Regions from separate parts of the Mus musculus genome. Here region 2 is linked to region 1. The links are chromatin contacts, called in public HiChIP or PLAC-seq maps. All regions are on one chromosome and are shown on one strand. The core of a region is the stretch at or near the end of the contact, and the rest is flanking DNA. Distances in the headings are between cores, read along the strand shown. Region 1 has its middle 13 kb from the start of Ppp1cc. Region 2 overlaps P2rx7 (purinergic receptor P2X, ligand-gated ion channel, 7).

Evidence for each region. HiChIP or PLAC-seq counts read pairs in DNA pulled down with a chosen protein or histone mark.
Region 2: an H3K4me3 HiChIP or PLAC-seq map of bone marrow-derived macrophages shows a contact between it and region 1, with 6 times the contacts expected there. The contact joins two enhancer-like sites. A contact is called at or near these places in 4 of 115 datasets of contacts at active chromatin or transcription factors (T-cell acute lymphoblastic leukemia, bone marrow-derived macrophages, memory CD8 T cells and 1 more) and 2 of 9 other capture datasets (adipose tissue and liver).

The regions. Positions count from the first base shown.
Region 1 is chr5:122,143,515-122,147,256 of GRCm38.p6, reverse strand. No RefSeq gene overlaps it. Among named protein-coding and RNA genes, the nearest start is that of Ppp1cc, 13 kb to the left of the region's middle. Within about 2 kb of position 1,701, at least 236 of the 459 cell types and tissues checked have an H3K27ac peak or open chromatin away from gene starts, as enhancers often do. A contact at or near this core is called in bone marrow-derived macrophages, where this site is marked.
Region 2 is chr5:122,667,281-122,671,022 of GRCm38.p6, reverse strand. It overlaps P2rx7 (purinergic receptor P2X, ligand-gated ion channel, 7), which reads right to left. Exons shown (of 13, transcript NM_011027.4): 9 at 495-585. Among named protein-coding and RNA genes, the nearest start is that of Mir8115, 13 kb to the left of the region's middle. Within about 2 kb of position 1,787, at least 20 of the 459 cell types and tissues checked have an H3K27ac peak or open chromatin away from gene starts, as enhancers often do. A contact at or near this core is called in bone marrow-derived macrophages, where this site is marked.

The sequences.
Region 1 (3,742 bases), core at 452-2,951:
AACTCAGAAATCCACCTGCCTTTGCCTCCCGAGTGCTGGGGATTAAAGGCGTGTGCCACCACGCCCGGCTAGGCTCCACCTCTTAAAGGACCCAGTAGCTCTCCATGTTTCCAAAGACCAGTGATCAAGCCTTTAATACATGGACCTTGGACTAGGACACTCATACAAACCAGTTTTTTATTGTTGTTTTGTTTGTTTTTGTTTTTGACAGGGTGCTGTGGCCCAGGTTGGTCTTGAACTCATAGCCATTCTTCTGCCTTTGGTCCCAGAATGCTGGAATTCAGGCATGTGAGTCTGGTTCCTTAACATCCTACTGTTAACCTTCTCCATTTGTAGGAGTCTCTCTTTTTCTCCTGCTGAGAGCTTTCTCAGGACTCCCTCCCAGCCTGGCTTTGCAGTACAATCCAGGCCTCCTCCCCTCCACCTCAGTGACAGAGAGAAGCTCTAGGCTGAGTACAGGTACAGAGGGCCCTGGGGCAGCTGGGAGGGTGTGAGCTCAGTGCTATTCACTTGTCCTGGGAGCTGAGATGGAGCTCACTGCCCTGCCCTGCCTCATCTGGGGGTCTTGCTGGCTGGTTAGACCCTGGAGCTGGGAGTTTGGTCTTAGGAGCTTGGAACTCCTGGGGGCTTCCTTGTCTGTTTCTCTTACAGGGGGGGCCAGGGGTATGGCTGGCTCTCCCAGCAGTCTGTGCCTCCTTTAGTCCTCCTTCCTCTTTTTCACGTCCTCCTTCCCGGCATCCCTCCAGGTCATATGAAGATCTTGGGACACTCGTGGAAGGTAGCCAAGTTGCTTCATCAGCACCGGGCATCTCGGCTGGATTAGGTAAGAGAGTGGGAGGCTTCGGAGCACAAAATCCCAACAGGAGCCTTTAAAGGATGCTGTTGGGGTTTTATGGAACAAGGGGCTTGGCACCCACCGCTCTCAGAGAGCTGAGAGTGTTCACATGTGTCCTCCAGCAGACGGAGGACATCCGGCAGGGGATGTTTGGGGGTGGGGGACCAGGAAGCTGTTTGATTATCCAGCTGTTTCAGTCTAAATCTGTTGCACATCTGGTGGCCTAGAAATTGCCTGTGATTTCATAGTCACTGACTTGCTGTCTGGGTTTGAGCTTGGCTCCAGGGAAGTGGGGGAGGAGGAGGAGGAGACGGGAGGGAGGAGGGAGGGAGGAAGGGAGGAGGGAGACAATCCAGAAAAGAGGAAGAAGGGCAAAGGATGGGGGAAGGAGCAGAGGAAGGAAAAAGAAGAGAGGCAGGAGAGAGGAAGGGAAAGGAGGAAGGGAAGGGGGGAGCGTGGGGGAGGAGCGTGGGGGGGAGGAGGAGTCTAATTTCTTCACAGGGAAGGACAAGCTTGCTTGCACAACCAGCCACTAGTTTCCTCCGTTCTGCCAAAACTGGAGTTGGCTTGTGCCAGGTCTTAACGCAAAGCACTGATTTCCTCCGAGGAAATAGGGGCCTTGGAGATGCTCTTGACAAAGATGATCGCTCCCCAAACCTATTTCACTCTGTCCTTACCACAGTAGAATGTTCTGAGAGAACCGGGGGCCAGCGATGGAGCCGTTACCGACTTTCTTCTACAAACGCTGAGCCAGCAGCAGTTCCTTCTTAACAGGATGTGGGGAAACGTGTCCAGGCATGAGTAGGGCCTTTGATAAGAGTTGTGGGGCACAGAGAAGATTACCATGTGGAAAGTTCTCAAACACGGAAGGAAAATCCCTCGCCCCTCCAATAGGTGCTAAGCAAGCAGTAGAGGAGGAGGTCTGCAGTCCCATCTCAGGGTGAATGAGTTCGATGATGGATTGCTAATGTCTGCTATGGCAGACAGGGCCAAGCTGGATGGGTTTGCTGCTTCACCTCTGCAGACTCAAACAGCTGCCTGTTGGAAATATTTAGAAGCAGTAATTGAAGCAGCAAATTTGAGATAGAAGAAAGAAAGTTCGACCCAGAGGTAGTCTTACTTTATGATTTCTTGTAGTTTCTATGGTGTGTGTGTGTGTGTGTGTGTGTGAGAGAGAGAGAGAGAGAGAGAGAGAGAGAGAGAAAGAGAGAGACAGAGACAGAGACCATGCTGGCCTTGAACTAACTGTGCAGCCAACGATGACATTGAATTCCTGATCCTCCTTGAAGGGACTCTAGCCAGCTTACACAAGGCAAGCATGGCTCTGGCAGGCCTTGCCCTTCTCCCCATACCTTCTGCCTCGCTAAAAAACACTAGAGAGCCCTTTCATTCTTGCCTACACCTCTTAAATAATGGAATTCCAGGCATGCACCACTTCGCCAGGTTTACATGGTCCTGAGGGATTGGGACTCAGCACCTTCTGCATACCAGCCAAGCACACTACTGAGCCACATCCCCAGCTCTCTCCGCCACCTTTTTTTTTTCCTTTTCTTTCTTTCTTTTTTTTTTTTTTTTTTTTTTGGTTTTTGTTTTTTGGTTTTTCAAGACAGGGTTTCTCTGTGTAGCCCTGGCTGTCCTGGAACTCACTCTGTAGACCAGGCTGGCCTCGAACTCAGAAATCCTCCTGCCTCTGCCTCCCAAGTGCTGGGATTAAAGGCGTGCGCCACCATGTCCGGCTCTTTTTTTTTTTTTTTCAGAAAGGGTTTCATTATATAATTGACACTGCCTCTAGTGTATGATCCTCCTGTCTCAGCTTCCTGAGTGCTGGGATTTCAAGCATACACACACACACACACACACACACACACACACACACACACACACAAAGCTATCTACCCTGTCTGGCTGCTGCCTCAGGTATCATTGTCTGTCAGGGTTGGGAATCAAGAGGCCCAGACCTGTTGGATCTCCCTGTCTCAGGATCTCCTGCCCATCTGCCTGAGACAGACAGAGGCCGGCAGGACAGGACTTGCTAATGAGCTGCACTTAGGGTCTAAATTCCCAGAAGTAGGTCACATTAGAAACTAAGTATGAATGAGGTACAGTGGCACATACCTTTACCCCCAGCACTTGGGAGGCAGATCTGTGAGTTCAAGGACTGCCTGGTCTACAGACTGAGTTCGAGGACAGCCAGGGCTGCATATTGAGACCCTGATTCAAATATAAAATATAAGAAGTTAAAAAAAGAAAGAAAGAAAGAAAGAAAGAAAGAAAGAAAGAAAGGAAGGGATAAAGAAAAGAAATTGATTGTGGTTTGTCCTCACGTTCTTGGCCCACAGGGTCAAGGGGTTAAACCTTTGCTGGGCAGCCTGGCCACAGGGCATACCCGTAGCCACTGTATATGCTCCCAGGAGGATAAGGCAGGTGGGTACTAGCTCTTCAGACCTGGGACTCTGAGAGGTGACCAGCCTTGAAGAACTTGAGGGGCCTCAGCTCAGGATCCCCAGGCTCTTTCCGAATGACCGTGCCGCAGACAGGACCCGGTCCCAACATCTTTGGAGAGGCGCACTGGCTATTGGCAGGCATCTCTTTCCAACCTGACGTCAGCTGAGTGCATTCAGCTTCAAAGTAACTGCATGCTTTCTTCCCGCTGACATCATTTCCAGGAATAGACACACCAATTACCACCCCAAAACCCGGTGCCGAGCAGGAAATGAAGTGGCAAAGGATGTGATGCTGACGTGTGAGGATCTGTGCAGTGCCCAGCAGGCACGGGCCCCTGTCCATGATGATTTCCCAGTGTAGCTTTCCAGGCAGATGCCAACCTGCTGGGTCAGCAGCATTCAGAGGCTGCTGCGGCTGCGGCTGCGGCACGCTATGAACGGGGCAGTTGGCCTTCCTTTCCTT
Region 2 (3,742 bases), core at 538-3,037, 520 kb before region 1:
TAGCCATTGATTTCCCAGGGTTCCTCCTCCTGTGTCAACACCTGTGTTAGGATTACAGGCATGCATTGCCACGCCCAGTTTTTTACCTGGACTCTGGCGGTCTGAACTGAGGTCTTCACTTTTGTCCACTGAGCCATCTCCCCAGTTCAGTATTAAAGTATTTGAAAAGTTGACTAGCAGAGCTAGGCGTGGTGGTGCCACACATATAGAGGGATAAGTCAGGGAGATTGAGAATCTAAGGCCAGCTGGCTATGCAGCGAAAGCCTGACCCAGAAAAATAAAAGCAAGCTTGAATCTTTGAATTCTTCCTCAGTCACATTCTATGTTTTCAGATGGTTTGTGCATCAGCAGACCCCCCAATCACATCTCCTCCTCCTAGCATACCCCATGTGGGTAGCACAGAGCCAATGACTGACAGCTACTGCTAGTGTTCATTTCTCACTATATCTGTGAGTAGTGGTAGGATGGAGATGCTGGGACCAGGAGAGACTTACAGTGCCGAAAACCAGGATGTCAAAACGGATGCCGAAGGCTTTGATCAACGTCCGCTTTTCCACATTGTTCTCCTTATAGTACTTGGCATATCTGTGGGAGAAAAGCAGCCATCTTTATAGCATCCTCTCTGACAAGTGCTGGTGTCTTATGGGGAGAAAGAACAAACTAGTAGGCATTCCAGTCTTCCTTGTCTGCTCTTGATGCCATTCTAGATCTTAATGGAGGGCAAAGATTATGTGGGGGAAGGCTATTCAAAAAAGGGGCCTCTGGACCTGAATGAGTGCCAAAGAGGGGTTTCGGAAGGTCTGAGTAGCTCCACCTTGGTACAGGCAGGTGGTGAGTTGGTGAGGGGCACTGGACAAGGTGCTTTTCTTCACATAATGGATTAAATAATGTCCTCCCCGAAAGAAGATAGGCTCAAGTCACCCCCCAACCCCAGGCCAGCACCACAATGATGACCTTATTTGGAAACAGAGTTTTTGCACATGTAAATAAAACTCTCAAGATGAGATTCCTGGAGGTCCTACATCCCATGATTAAGCAGGCATCCTTATAAATTAAGTGGAGAACCTTAATTTATAAGGTTTATTTATTTTTTTCAACCCTTCAGGGATGAAAGCAGAGGTTGTTCAGCTATGAGGTAAGAGATTCCCGAAGCAGATAAAGATGGAGGAGGCAAGAGAAGACCTTCAGAGAGCGACAGCCCTTCTGACACCTGGTCTGCTCAGACTTCTAGTCTCTATGAGAGAATGTCTACAGCCTGATGCAATTTATAGTAATCTGCTATAGCACCAAAGGAAACTAATATGTACCCAAACATGTTCTGGAGCCAAGAAGTGCATCTTATCTCCCCTGTATCATACGTGAGTCAACGGAATCGGGCGCTCACCAAAGGACATTCTGTAGTGTATCTTCTTCATTTTAGTGTGTGTGTGTGTGTGTGTGTGTGTGTGTGTGTGTGTGTGTGTGTAGACCAGAAGTCTGTATCAGGAATCTTCCTCAATCACTCTCTCTGCCTTATTTCATCAGACCTGTTCTCTCTCTGAACCTTCTGAACACCAGCTTGTCTGGACCAGTTGGCCAGCGAGCCCCAGGAATCCCCCTGTCTCTGTTTGTGTGGCACTGGGATTCTAGGCACACACCACTAGGCTTGGTTTTCTGCACGGATGCTGGAAATCCAAACTCATGTCCTCTCGCTTGCGTGACAAGCACTTTTCTGACCGAGCCATCTCCCCAGCTCCCATAAATCTTTTTCTTGAGGACTAAGTTACATAATGTGAACTTTTAAACTTCCTGTTAAAAAAAAAAGAAAGCTATATTTTCCCCCCATACCTCATATAGCCAGTCATTTCCTTCTCTCTTTTGATGCTCTTTGAAAACAACTTGTCCTCTTGCCTATCAGATCTCCATAATTTATTTTTGTCCAAAGCTTTCTCCTGGTGCTCATTCAACAACAAATTGGCTAACGTTTTATTCTAAAGGAATACTGACGTCACAGTGCCTTCGGGTCTCAGGAGAGCTCAGATCCTACCAGGACCGAATGTTCTTAGGTTTAGCTCTGAGAGCGGCAGATGACAGCTAATGTCTGCTTGGTACACTGTCCTTGCATGCTCTGTCTGCTTGATAAATTAAAATGCCCAGGACAGCCAGGGGACCATTCATTCTGGCCATAGCCTATTCAGCACATCACATTGTTCTGCAAGGATGATCAAAAAGATATCTGAACTAAGAGCCTCTTCCTGAGCCCAGGATGAGAGTTCACCAACCCCGAGGAGGCAGAAAGCCTCAGCCAGCTTGCAGGTTGAGTCAAGGGTCTCCAGAGGGGCTGGGCATAAAGCATGCCAGTGACATATAAAGACAGAAAGGAGTGGCAAGGACAGTGACATCACAAAAGCTGTATGCTCTTTCTTCAGGGGGGCTGATCTCCAGCTCCCAGCAGTGCTGTTGTAATGGGATAGGAGCCCAGCATAATTAAAAGTTGTAAACCTTTTGTCAGATACTTCAGTTTCTCGGGAAGAAGAGCCCAGATCTTTGTGTAGAATATCACAAAGTTGAAAACATTCTGTACATGCAAAAACAGAAACAAAAACTAAAACCGGAATCTCCAGGGGATCTTGTTCCAGTGATGGTATTTGCTAAGTCGGGATAGAGAGGTAGGGCACTATGACCCTCAGCATATAAGCAAGCATCCAGGGGAGGCCCATGACCCAGGATCCAGGATAGAGCTCTGAGGACAGGCATCTGGCTCAGCAGTATTCAAATTCGAGCTAAGAGCAGAGCCCCACGGAGACCTGTGATAGTACAGGTCATGGACTGGGCCCCTATACAGTCTCACACAGGCTGAGCATCTAGGCTGGGCCCAGGAATGTGTGTTTTTGACTCACTGTGTTGCTGGTGATGAGGGCTGCTTTTGGAGAGCAGCTAGTCCACGCTGTAGACACGAAAGGCATTCATTCACAGATTTTACAAGTTGCTTCTCAGAGCCCTGTTCTCTTCACTAAGAAAGGGAGCCATGTCTGCAGGAGTGCCTGCTCTGAGAGGCTTTCCTGGCCACGTTTGCCCATCCCTTTATCTTGCTGAATTTTTTTTCAGAGCACTTTTCCATCGTTAGACGCACAATACTTCAATTTATCTGCTTGTTCTATTGAGATACCATGTGCATGTCTTATAATGCGTATGTCTTAAAGGCTCTATTCAGCAGGGAGGGGGCTTGTTTGTTTATTTTAGGGTTTTTTTTTTGAGACAGGGTCTCTCTAAGTAGCTCTGGCTAGCTTGGGGCTTGCCATGTAGACCAGGCTGTCCCCAAACTCACAGAGATTTGCCTGTCTCTGCTTCTGCATGCTGGGCTTAAAAAGACATATACTGCCATGCCTGGCAATGGGTTTTGACAAGCGAAAACCTGTATCATCAAACAACTCAAGAGAGTTGAAAACTTTTCTCAGAAAACTCTCTATTTTTTTAAAGCCCAGAACCCACTATTCTGTCTTCTCATAGAGGAGTCTTGCCTACGTTTTTAAAGTATTGCTCTAAGTGAAAGAGAGAGAGAGAGAGAGAGAGAGAGAGAGAGAGAGAGAGAGAGAGAGAGAGAACTCGAGTGCAAGTAAGTGGGGTCTGTCTGTGTGCATGCCATGGTTCTAACTGAGGAAGGATGTCTACAGGGGGTGTTTGTCTCCTTCCATCATATGGATTCTGGGGCTTGAACTCAGTCACTAGGCGTGGCCGCAAGTGCCCCGCCCACCAAGCCATC